2 separate regions of the Mus musculus genome follow, and region 2 is linked to region 1. A link is a contact called in public Hi-C data. All regions are on one chromosome and are shown on one strand. The core of a region is the stretch at or near the end of the contact, and the rest is flanking DNA. Distances in the headings are between cores, read along the strand shown. Region 1 overlaps Tet2 (tet methylcytosine dioxygenase 2). Region 2 has its middle 36 kb from the start of Gm6135.

Region 1 (6,463 bases), core at 1,742-4,241:
ATATGAACTAACCAGTACCCCGGAGCTCTTGTCTCTAGCTACATATGTATCAAAAGATGGCCTAGTCAGCCATCACTGGAAAGAGAGGCCCTTTGGACTTGCAAACTTTATATGCCCCAGTACAGGGGAACGCCAGGGCCAAAAAGGGGGAGTGGGTGGGTAAGGGATTGGGGGTGGGTGGGTATGGGGGACTTTTGGGATAGCTTTGGAAATGTAAATGAGGAAAATACCTAATTAAAAAATTAATTAATTAATTAATTAATTTTTAAAAAAAAAGAATTTATTTGTAATGTCATTCAGGCTTCATCGGAATTTCAACGGCCTGTAATCACCTCTTCTTTTTTCTAATTAGTGTAGATGGGTAGATTTGGAAGGAGAATGTTGATTCATTTCTTTCAGAAACATGGGTCTACCCCAGCAGCATTTTAAGAAGTTGTCTGTTTCTGGAGTAGAAAGTAGAAGCATCACTCATATTGTGTACTTCTTGTCTTCAATCAGAGATTAAAAATGAGGCATTAAAAAAAACAAAAACCTAAGGATAATAGGTATAGAAAAGATCAAAGATTCCCACTTTAAAGGGCCAGTAAATGCATTCATTATAGAAGAAGAAGAAAACTTCCCTAAAGAAAGAGATGCCCAGCCGGGCAGTGGTGGTGCACGCCTTTAATCCCAGCACTCGGGAGGCAGAGGCAGGCGGATTTCTGAGTTCGAGGCCAGCCTGGTCTACAGAGTAAGTTACAGGACAGCCAGGGCTACACAGAGAAATCTTATCTTGAAAACCAAATACCAAAAAAGAAAAAATAAAAAAGGAAAAAAAAAAAGAAAGAAAGAAAGAGATGCCCATCAACATACAAGAAGCCTACAGAATTCCAAATAGACTGGACCAAAAAGAAATTCCTCCTGACACATAACAACAAATTCACTAAACAAAGAATATTAAAAGCAATAAGGGAAAAAGGTCAAGTAATATAAAGGCAGACCCACCAGAATTACACACCAGAGACTAAGAAAGCTAGAAGATCCTGGGCAGATGTCATACAGACCCCCTAAGAGAACACAAATGCCAGCCCAGGCTACTCTCAATTACCATAGATGGAGAAAACAAGATATTCCATGTCAAAACCAAATGTAGACAATATTTTTCCACAACGGATAATAGATGGAAAACAACAACACAAGGAGGGAAACTACACCCTAGAAAAAGAAAGTAATTTTTCAAAAAACCCAAAAGATAGCCACACAAACATAATTCCACCTCTAAGAAAAATAACAGGAAGTAACAATCACTTTTCCTTACTATCTCTTAATATCAATGGACAATCACTTTTCCTTAATATCTCTTAACATCAATGGACTTAACTCCCCAATAAAAAGACGTAGACTAAAAGACTGGATATGTAATCAGGACCCAGCATATTGCTGCATACAAGAAATACACCTCAGTGGCAAAGACAGACACTTCCTCAGTAAAAGGTTGGAAAACAATTTTCCAAGCAAATCGTCCCAAGAAACAAGCTGGAGTAGCCATTCTAATATGGAACAAAGTCGACTCAATAGAAACAGATGTATAAAAGAGTTGGGGTCATAGACAGATGCACTTGGCACTTAAAATGAGCAGAATGCATAGAAACAAACACTTATCTAGGACTAATTGGCTACTCTGGGTCTTTTGTTGTTTCATATCTAATTGAGGATTTTCTTTCTATTTACGTGAAGAATGAGATGAGGATGCTGATTGTGATTTTATTGAATCAGTAAATTGTTTTGGTAGGAAGGTCTTTTTTCACAATGTTAATTCTACCAAGGTATACACTTGGGAGGTCTTCAAATTCTTGTATGTTTCTTAATCCCTTTCTTCACACATTTAAAGTTTTCATTGTAGAAGTTTACCTCTTTTGTTATGTATATTCTAAATATTTTATTTTATTTGAGAAAATAAAATATTTAGAATATTTTAGGTCCATGATCTCTTTCTCAGCATGCTTCTTACTCATGTATTAAGACTGGTAAATTTTGTAAGCCAATTATGTATCATAACACTTTGCTGAAATTATTGATAATTTCTAATTTTTCTAGTCAAATTAGAAATAAAAGAACATAAGAATATAATCTTCAATTGAAAATAATTTGAGGGGCTGGTGAGATGGCTCAGTGGGTAAGAGCACCAGACTGCTCTTCCGAAGGTCAGGAGTTCAAATCCCAGCAACCACATGGTGGCTCGCAACCATCCGTAACGAGATCTGACTCCCTCTTCTGGAGTGTCTGAAGACAGCTACAGTGTACTTACATATAATAAATAAATAAATCTTTAAAAAAAAAAAAGATAAATCTTAAAAAAAAAAAAAAAAAGAAAATAATTTGACTTAATATTTTCCCATTTGTATCCCTTCTCTTGCCTTATTGCTCCAACTAATGTTTCAATCACATTATGATGGGAGTATGGAGAGTGGGCAGTCCTCTCCCACTGCTGATTTTAATGGGGCTTATTAATGGTTTTATTCATTTAGGATGATATTGGCTATGGGTTTGTCATAATAACCTTTATTATATTGGAATATGTTTTCTACAGACCTACTTGGTTCTACGGCTTTTATTAAGAAGGCATGTTGAATCTTAGCAAAGGTTTTTACTTTTCTTTTCTTTTTTGCTTACATTGAGATGATCATATGATTCTTGTATTTTTTTGTCAATGTATTTGGTTCATTAATTTATTTCTTATATGTTAAAAAATAAAATCAAAGAAAAAAAAGTATCTTCGTTGAAAATACATCTCTTGATTGATAGTGGGCATTTAACAAGGAAGGGTTTCTGCAGTCACAGTTCTCCTATGAGTTTAATTTTGTACTTTCTCTTGCCTGTGACAATAATTATGAATTCAAGTCACATCAACAGCATCTGTGAAACAATTACTGCACGGAGGGCTGAGTCTGCAGTCTAATCCATCATAATTATGACAGTCCTCTTTCAAGACGCTATGATGCATGACTTAAAAATAGCGCGTTAGCGTGCAAATGGATCAGCATCTCATTTCACCAATGTGCGTTTAGTGCTGTAATGCAGCCCAGCACCGTTTGACTTTCTCTGAATCACTCAGATGATACCCATATCAGTCACCATAGAAAACTGCAGATGGTGCTCAAAATTTGGAGGGCTTTTTGTTTTTGTTTTTTGGATTACTGGTCTTGTACAATGGTATGTATTTTCCAGCTCTAAATGTAAAAATACACTTACACAAGAAGTACAATAAGGCAGTAATTTTTACTATAAATACTTTCTCTATATACTAATAATACACACACACACACACACACACACACACACACACACACACACACACAGAGAGAGAGAGAGAGAGAGTCAGTGAATCATGTTTGTGTGTGAATTTATCCAGAATAATGGAGGCAAATAATTATAGTTACTTATGGGCAGGAAATGTATCTACTTTAAAGTCCATGTCCCAGAATCAAATTTTTTTGGGGGGGTCATTGTTTGTCACCCTGTTATTTCCAGTGACAAGCTTTATTCTTTTTGGTAAACTCATTTATTTTTGATTTTGAGACAGACTTTCTCTGTGTAGTCCTGGCTGCCTTGGAACTTACTTTGCAGACCAGGCTGGCCTTGAACTCAGAAATCCATCCTTGCCAGTGCTGGGATTAAAACCATGCAGGACCACTGCCTGGCTGGCTAGGAATGATCTCTTGGCATGGAGAAAAGCTTAGAAACCATACATAGCAATCAATAATCTCCAGAACAATGTTTTATTCTTATTACCAAACTGGAACATTATTTATATCTACCATACATTTATTTCAAGATTATGTGCAGTGACCCATTGTAATGGTAAATTTCCATTACCTCAGATCCAAAGCTCAAGGACACACTGTATTACCCAGTAAGTCCCCATCTCAAAGTGTACAGGACAGTGGACATGATTATGCACTGGAGTGCCCTTGAAAACAAGCTTCTTGTGACCAAAATGCCACTTTTGTGTTCTTATGTTCTAAATCTACCAAATCCCTCCATTTAGTTTTCTTGCTCTCTTTTTAGAAGATACGTATTTATTTGTCCATCATCCATCCCTCCATCCCTCTATCCATTCATCCATCCATCCATCTAGGATGTCAGGGCTCCTATTTGACTACTTCCTACCTCCTTCCCTTGAAGCAGGGTCTCACTTATATTGTATTTGAGTTAGTGGCCAGCAAGCTCCAGGAATCTTCCTGTCTCCACTCCCTCAGCACTGGGATAATAGGCATCTATGTAAACATAGGTGCCCAGAGGCTAGCAGAGGGTATCAGTGTTGTAAGCTATTGGATATGATGAATGTTGGGAACCAAATTCTGTTGAGCATGTCTAGCCTGAGCCATCTCACCAGCCCTAGTTCAGTTTCTTAGTTGATTTGTCTGTATGGTCCTACTTTTTTAGTAAGAAAAATATATGGGAATCAACAGCTACCTATATTCCCAGACTGGTCTTAAACTCTGTTCAGCAGAGGATGACCTCCGGCCTTGACCTCCAAGATTACAGGAAGCTGACTTTACTATCTCCTTCCTTGTAAGAACTTTCTATAGTGGAGCATTGGGAATGTACTTTCATCTCTTGAAAAAGGACCTGTGGGAATAGAGAAATGGCTTAATAGTTAAGAGCAATTGTTGCTCTTCCAAGTTCACTTCCCAGCACCCACATGGCTCACAATCTTCTCTAACTCTAGTCCCAGGGGATCAGATGCCCTCTTCTGTCTACTACAGGCACCAGGCATGCAAGTGGTAAGGACATATATACATATAAAGGCAGACAGACAACCACAAAATAAAAAAAAATTTAAATTAAAAAAAGAAGACAGATGGTAGGGGCATATATTCAATCTTAGCACTGGGGAAAAAACAGAAGTAGGCAGATCTGTGAGTTTGAGGCCAGCACTTCTGTCTAAAGTTCTAGAACTGCCAGGGCTACACAGAAAACCACTGTCTCAAACAAACACCCACCCCCCAACCCAAAACAAAACAAAAAGAAAAAAGGGGAAAAGACCTGTATATCAACATCCTTAGAAGTCCCTAGCCTTTCCATAGAAATACTGATAAGATAGTACTCATACACACACAAACACACACACACACACACACACACACACACACACACACACACACACACATCTATCCTTTCTAGGGTAGCCTTCCCTCCATGCTTGGAGGGAAGGCTCTGTCTGTCAGGCTTTTTAGAAATCCTCATTAGGACCATTTAATTACTGTCTTTGAAAATTAAAAATTTTATCTTAAGAGTTGGGATTATCTTAAAGAGGCAAATAGAGATGGGGGTGGGGGTTGGGGGATGGGAACCTCTAATTCCTAAGTAAGACTGCCACTGACAGTTAAGTAAATGTGTTTGCAGTTTGTAACTAACTCAGTCTCCCAAGTAGGAGCATGCCTTGTGTCAATCCTCACTTACCCATGCACCAGTTAATTCTAGGACTGTTTCTTACAATGGGTTTGTTTGACTTTCTGCTAGCTGGAATTTGTCACAAGTACATTGGTAAACCATAAACTTAAAGCTAAACCTGTTTATTTTTCACTCCACTCCTCTAGAATCTACCACCACTTGGTTGTCTTTGGTATCTTCAAGCATTGCCCAAAATTTTCAATTCAATTCAATTCAATTCAATTCAATTTAATTAAAAAAAAAAAAGATAAATCTTTCCAGTGTGAGCCAGTGCCTTGAGCAGACCTTGGGTGCTGGCAGTCCCACAACACCAGAGGAAGCATGACTCCCAGATGCTCTATTATGCCCAGGATCCCAGGTGAGGTGGCCACAACATCTGCTGGGGATGTAACTGGCCCCCCAGGATCCAGGAAAGCAGGAACTCCCTCCCACAGCCAGAGGCATAGGTTCCTTCTGGTCTGAATCTGCACCTGGAGCAGACCTGGGGTGCTGGCTCTGCACTCACTCTTAAAACCCCCCATGCTCATGGATTGGCAGGATTAACATAGGAAAAATGGCCATCCTCCTGAAAGCAATTTACAGATTCAATGGACTCCCCATCAAAATTCCAACTCAATTCTTCACAGAGTTAGAAAGTACAATTCTCAAATTCATTTGGAATAACAAAAATCCAGGATAGCAAAACTATTCTCAACAATAAAAGAATTTCTGGGGAAATCACCATCTAGGGGCCTCAAGCTGTACTACAGAGCAATTATGATTAAAAATAAATAAATAAATAACCTGTATGGTACTGGTACAGACACAGTCAAGATTAATGGAATAGAATTGAAGACCCCCACACCTATGGTCATGATCTTTGACAGAGGAGCTAAAATCCAGTGGAAAAAAGACAACATTTTCAACAAATGGTGCTGGCTCAACTGGCATGTAGAAGAATGTAAATCAATCCATTCCTATCTCTTTATATAAAGCTGAAGTCCAAGTAAATCAAGGACCTCCACATAAAACCAGATACCCTGAAACT
Region 2 (6,772 bases), core at 1,431-3,930, 260 kb after region 1:
ACTGTAAAACACTGCTAGGCAATATCACTTCTCTCCTCAAAATGCTCCAACAGCAAAGCCCTGACAGAATGGCTCTTCCTGCCTATGTGGTGGCATTCCCTCTGGTTCCTGCCAACCCCCACATGCCTCCTCTGCCTCCTTTTTGGCACCCTAGTGGGTAGCTCCTTACCCTGGCTTTCTTTATATGCCTGGACTCACGTTCGGTGTTCCTAAGGGACCACCCCCTTTTCTTGTTACAAGACAATATTCAGCTGTCACTTTCCATGAGGCCATAGTCTCATTGACCCCTTTAAAATTGAGATCTGCTTTCTGTTCTCTGCCCACCCACACTCTGAACTCCCCTAGCCTGCACTATTTCCTCCGAGGCACTTATCCTCTTGAAACTGTGATCCAGTATTTAACTATTCACTACACTGATGGTTTGCTGTTGCCTTCCACCTTGCTAGCCTGTAAGCCTGTGAGGAGAAGGCTGCTCTTGGCTCTCCTTCACTGATACTTCTAGCATTTTCTCCAGTATCAGACACATCACAAATACTTCTTAAATGATGATTGAACGAGTAAATGAATTAAGCGCAACCAGTGAATCAAATAAGCAGATGCACCCAAGGGCAGAGGAGATGAGCCTTTAAAGGTAGGCATGAGGATGAAGGGACCACCAGGTGTGGTAAATTTATAGGCCAACTGTTGTTTACATAATAAGAAGCCCTTTACAGTTAATGATGAATTTGGCCAATGTCCAGAGTCAAGCCTATAGCTGTAACTGTCAAGCTGACTTGTTAACTGTGTGCTTCAGCCTCTGGTGAATTCGGACAGACATCTCAATGTGTGGGTTAGTGTGCTTCCCTGTGTGACACATGAGCTTCCTCCACTAGAAGTACTTATCAAGAAATCTGATGGCTAAGCTCTAGTTGGCTTCTGATGGTTGCTAAGGAGTAGATGCCCTGGTGGCTTTAATGCATGCCAGAGTTAAGGAGTGAGGAATATTGTGAAACCTTCTGAAGAGGTGAGGTGTAGTCAAACAGGACTTTCTTACGCTGGTGCCAAGGTTTCACAAGAAGTTTGTAAGAAAGTGCTCTGTTAGTTAATTAAAGTAGCACGAAGTAAGATTGATTTGGTGACAGTAATTAAAAGGCTGATGTCATTTGGAGTTTCCAGGAGTGCGGCGCGGTAGACATCATCTCAAACATTCTACCATGGGCAGCTCTTCAGGTTCTTTCTTTTGGCAAAGACGTTCTTTGCTTTATCTTTAAAGGAAAAGCCTATAATAGCTAATTCTTATTTTAGCTCCCGACAATTCTGTTTTCTCTCTTATTAACTTCCCTTTAGCTAATAATGTAACTAAGCTTTCCACATCCCTGAGGAAGAAAGAAGAAATAGTATTCCTGTGTGTCATAATTCCTGGTGTGCAAAACTGCAAAGAGAAAGGTTCCTTGGTGTCTCGTGTGTGTGTGTGTGTGTGTGTGTGTGTGTGTGTGTGTGTGTGCGCGCGCGCACACACACACACACACACACACACACGCAATCCAAAGTATGATACAAAGAAGCCAATATATAGTGTATCTGAACAAAGCTACTTGCTAAAGCCAAATTGGGCAGGTTTGTGAGAATTCTGTCTTCTGTATGAAGCCTTATGAGTTAGAAGGATGCACACACATAAATATTTCACTGGTGCAAGCACTCCTGCTCCCTGATTCTCCCATATTGATTACCACTAATCTATCCCTTATGTCACTTTCCATTCCTGTGGAAATAAGATAGGTATGTGCCTGGAATAAATAGCCTTCTCCCCATTTGGAAACCGTGCAGAGTCTAGAGCACATTACAACCTTCCCTATAATGGAAGTACCCACACGCTGGCAATTGCTGTCTACAGACGTAATGAACCAAGTGGGAGGTAATGAGAAGTGACTGTCACGCCATCTCTGGGGCCCAGTTTCTCCTGCTGCACAATTACACTGTGACCCCAGAGAAACTGAGAAGAGTGCAACATTCTTTCCTTTTCTAATGATCTTAAAATCAGCCTTAGCTTATGGAATGCGTGTGGAGGGGTGCAAGCAGCAGCATCACCCATTTGGCAGTCCAGAGGCTGTGCGGGGGAGGTGGGGGTCGGGGCGGGGGGAGTGTATGCTTGCAGCAGAGAGGAAGCTGTCTGTCCGTATAGTTCTGCTTTTGTCCCAGTGAAGACTTGGTCTCTGGCTGGAATGATGCCAGCTAACAGGAGGCTCCTTTCCTACTTTCCCTGGTGCATCTTTGGAGCCGGTTACTGGTTACTTCTAGAAGCGGAGAATGTGCGAGTGAAACTGTTACTCAGAGCCACATTTATGCTTCAGTGATGTGTGTTTCACCTTTAAGAGGCAGGAAAAGCTTTTGAATAATGATAAGTGTAGTGAGAGCAGTTGCTGGACCCCACACAGCCCCGGTCTCATCTCTGTATTTCAGGGAGAACCTTGATTACCACACTGTGGACTGGTCCTTCAAGTGGGGAGTGGCAAGGCTGAGGAAAAAGGTAGAAAGGGGCACCTGCTGAGTCAACTTCTCCTGAGAGAAACTGCGAAGAAAGTGCAAAAAGGTGGAAGGCTTTTAAAATTCCTCTCATTGTCTTCCTTCTGCTCAGGCCTGCCCACGCTCTGGGGGAAGCCTGCCAACTGCTCACTGAACAGTGAATGGAGACAAGCTGGGCTGCTGGTATTGCTCAGCAAGGGAAGAATAGAGGCATGGCTGGCTGCTGGCTGGACCCGCACCACTCTCCTATCTTCTGTGCTTCTGCCAGCAGGAAGCCCCCAGGTGGCACGAGGGAGAATTAGTGTGCAAATTGCAGGATCTGCTCATTGCTCACCACTTCCTCAGTTGACAGTTCCACAGAGCTCCTTTGCCTTTCATCAGGGGAAGAGGGAGCTCAACAGGGTTCTACTGACTGGCTTATGACTTTTATGTCTCCCTGACTCCAGGGTGTTTTCAACCTCCCTGACAGCAGTTCTGTCCTTGGATAGCCTGCGACACCTACCTCTGATCATCTTTTATGCCAGGCATGGTTTGGAGTTGGCAGAAAAAGGTAGAAACTGATCCCTTTTTATAGAATAGGTCCAAAAGTATGCCATAAAAACAAAACAAAACAAAACAAAACCAAAAAAAAAAACAAAAAAAACAAAACCAAAAAAAAAAAAAAAAAAAAAAAAGGAAGATGAAAACAACATAGTTAAACGGAGTCTCTTTCTCCACTTTGTTAATAGATAGTACTTCTTGAGGAGTTACTATGGGCCAAATAATATTCTTGGCATGTTTCATTAAATCCTGTCATTTTTATTTTATAGAGAAAGGAGCTGAGGCACAGGGTATCCAGAAAACAGGAAGTAGACCCTGAATCCATATTTTATGTACTAGGGCAGTTTGCTTTACAAAACTCCTTAGTTATTTTTGGATTCATTCAATAAGTAGCTCAGAAACACCACCACCTTAATGTCACTTTCTCTGCCAGCGTTCCTTACCCTTGTGAGTCCTGTGACTTCCTGACTGTCTTGTCCATGTGAAACAAATGCAAGGGCATCATCATCAGGAAACTGAAACACACATGGATCCAGAGGTGACAGTTTTCTCCACAGAGGATCAGGTGGTAACATAGTTTAGGCTTTGCATGCGCCATGGTCTCTGCCTGAGCTAGACAGAAAGTATCCAGAAACAGCATGTAAACAAATCATCACATCTATGTGCCAATGCAATCGAAATGATGGGAAGTGGATTTGGTGTATCTGGTCCATGGGCTGCCTGCTACAGAGCACGAGAAAAGCCAAAACTGTGGCTGCACGTGGCCTGTGTAGTACTTCTTGTTCATGTCTATGAGGCATCCCCCAAGGATACACAATCGGGCACAGAGACTTGTGAAGCACTTAGGGACTGAGGAAAAGGTTTGTGGAGAAGGTGAAGTGAGAGTGTCTCCTAAAGGATGGGGAATGCAGGTTCTCTTCAATCAGTGAAGAGTAGGGTACGCCCACAGAGTGCAGTAAACTCTGGAAACAGTTTATTTCTCTGGCCAAATGGAGAGTCACATACGCGTCATGCTTTTGCACACTACGAGCACGAAGAAGAGACAGCCATGGTGAAGAGTGAGCGTAGCAGGGACCCAGGCACTGTGTTGTCCGCCTCCAACACCCATGTTAAAAGATTTAACTAGTGGCTTTACTCTTTAGGCAGCTGCTAGTGCGCTAACAGAAAACAACCATCACACATTATTTGCTTCTGGAAGTTTCCTTGACTTCTTGATATTTTAGAAAATTATACCAAATCAGGTGAGAATTAGTTCTAACGACATTATTTTTCTTAGTATTTTTTTCTATATATACACCAAGGGGGTGCGGGGGAGAACAAAGCCCAGTTTTTTTGTTTTGTTTTGTTTTGCTTTGTTTTACATATTAAAACAAATACATTAAAGAAGGCACAAGTAGGGCTGATATTGTTGTGTCAGCTCTTTGATGCTCTTATTTCACGTTCTTCCTAGATTTTCCATAGAAAAGTGGGGAGAATCATTACAGAAGTGAGCCAGAGGGCCGTGATGAAGCCCGCACGAACTTTCCTCAGTGTCAGGCTCCGATGTCCTCCACTGTTTCCACTCTGTCTGTTTTGACTTTGTAGGGTCACTCCCTGAGATTTTGCCTTCTAATGTCCCTGTTTCCGTTTGATTACAAACCCTAACTGTGCTTTTTCCTCACAATATAATCTGGAGAATTGTGCTTCAGGTGTAAGGCATACTCTAGACGCTTAATTCTATGGTGCTAACCAAATGACCTCTTCATTCATTCATTCATTCATTCATTCATTCATTCATTCAGATCTATGTGGGCCAGTGGTTGTTCTGTATGTTATAAACTTAGAAGGAATGAAGATGGGGGATCTTTGGCTTATCTCTTTCGTTCCCATTTCCCCTAGGTTGCTACACTTTTAGGCATTCTGTAAAAACCCAATGTAAATGCTGTTTTTTCCATAAAACCTGCAGTTACATACTCATAAAACTGTTCCCACAGTCCTCTATATTCCCATGACAGTACTGCTTCGGTCTCTTTTTGGTTATTTTCCTATGTGATGGTGCATTATACTGTCTAGAATGTGGGCTTATGCAGGAGGGTGACTGTGTCATTTTAATCTCTCCTCGCTATCAAGCTCCATGTTGCTCTGTTCAACTGGCTCCTCTCTGGCCACATCTTTTCTGGGCCGTCCATCAGTTATTCCAGACACCTTGCCATGTCTTGTCTTTGTAATTGTCTCTTCTAGACATTTTTGGCCAGACCCCTTTCACACCTTTATTACTTAGCTCCTGCTAGGAGGCTTAAATTCTGCATAATGACCTAGAGAATGATTATATTTTATACTGAGCAAGTCCTTAATTAATCTATTTAACAAATAAGTGAAAATTTAAAGGAAATATGTTTAGTTCTTATTACTTCTATAGTAAGTTTGGGATGAGACTATAAATGCTGAGAGCCGCTGCTGGCATTAACAAAACTGTGGGGAAGGCACACAAACACAGACCTGGCAACTCCGCTGCACACATGAGGTAATGCAAGCTACCCCTGGTCACTCAGTCCTTCTGCTTCTGCACTCCTTGTTGGTATAGCAGCCCCCGCCCCCACCCCTCTTAAGCTAGGGGAGAACAGGAAAAACACAACTCTCAACTCAAGTTAGATCAGGAAGTTGTGTGGCAATTTCTGGAATGTCAAGAATAAAAATAAGGAAGCAAGAATTAATCCTGCTAGCCTCGAATGAGAAGCTGTCACCGAGAAAGCTGTAACTTTCTAAATGAATCTAACACCTCTGAAACTCCCCCAACTATGCCAAGTGTTTACATGTTCTCTCAGAATGTGGCATCTACAGCGAGTGGTTTTGGTCGCGAAGCACACCATCTGCGTGATTACCCAGCCCTTGCGAAGAGTACTCTGAACTCAGCAGTTGTACAACAGACGCATTTAAAATATACAGTGTTCCCACTCCCATAGTTCAGAGCGGGTGTTAGAAAACAACCAGCCTCCTGGAGAACTCAGACTGCATCTGATGTTCTTCCAGACACCTTTCTGCCACCCTGCATGTAGTTCTGGAAGATAGCATTATCATAAGAGATTTACAGACCAAAGCACAGGTCAGCCTGACCTCCGGGCCATCATCAGCTGCAGTCACAGTCATTAGTGAGTCAATTGGTGTGAGAAGTGAAGTCAGATCGCTCCTCAGCTGTCATCCAAGGGGAGGTCTGTGTTGTCGGAGGAAAAACACACCCATAGCAGTCAGAGGGTGAATACTCCAGAGAAGGGACTAAGAGGACTTTCACTGTTAGTCAGCCGTGCCACCCACATAGTTCTCTTGAAAAATAACTTTAGGCTGTAGTTGCTGATGAAGTGCCAGAATCAAGACTGAAAAACTAGGAAGCTACTTTTGCAGTGACATTGGTGACTGCAGACCCACAGTTGTGAAAGAGGGACATCAAAGAGAACTCTTTAAAAAAAATGTGATAACGATGCTAAAGCAGAGCTCTCCACATTGATGGCTTCTGGCTGGGATCTGGGTAGGGAAGGACACAGTTTTCTTTAAGGGGCTGACCATTGGGAGTTTTATCATGCTCCAGTGAGTATACTGGCAACACAATTGAACTTGGTTTTGGTTTTGTTTGTTTTGCTTCTCCTCTTCCTTATCTTCCTCCTCCTCTTCCTCCTCTTCTTCTTCCTCCCTCATGTCAGTAAGAAAAATAAGAAAAATATCATAGTTTTCTTAACTCACACTAGGTCAGACACCA

The links. A called contact is a pair of places that touch in the nucleus more often than the background predicts.
Region 2: a Hi-C map of cortical neurons shows a contact between it and region 1, with 5 times the contacts expected there. The contact joins two enhancer-like sites. A contact is called at or near these places in 2 of 484 Hi-C or Micro-C datasets (both in cortical neurons), 1 of 115 datasets of contacts at active chromatin or transcription factors (kidney) and 1 of 9 other capture datasets (adipose tissue).

What each region holds. Positions count from the first base shown.
Region 1 is chr3:133,494,125-133,500,587 of GRCm38.p6, forward strand. The region is part of intron 2 of Tet2 (tet methylcytosine dioxygenase 2); the gene reads right to left. Among named protein-coding and RNA genes, the nearest start is that of Tet2, 47 kb to the right of the region's middle. Within about 2 kb of position 2,992, at least 26 of the 459 cell types and tissues checked have an H3K27ac peak or open chromatin away from gene starts, as enhancers often do. A contact at or near this core is called in cortical neurons, where this site is marked.
Region 2 is chr3:133,752,336-133,759,107 of GRCm38.p6, forward strand. No RefSeq gene overlaps it. Among named protein-coding and RNA genes, the nearest start is that of Gm6135, 36 kb to the right of the region's middle. Within about 2 kb of position 2,681, at least 108 of the 459 cell types and tissues checked have an H3K27ac peak or open chromatin away from gene starts, as enhancers often do. A contact at or near this core is called in cortical neurons, where this site is marked.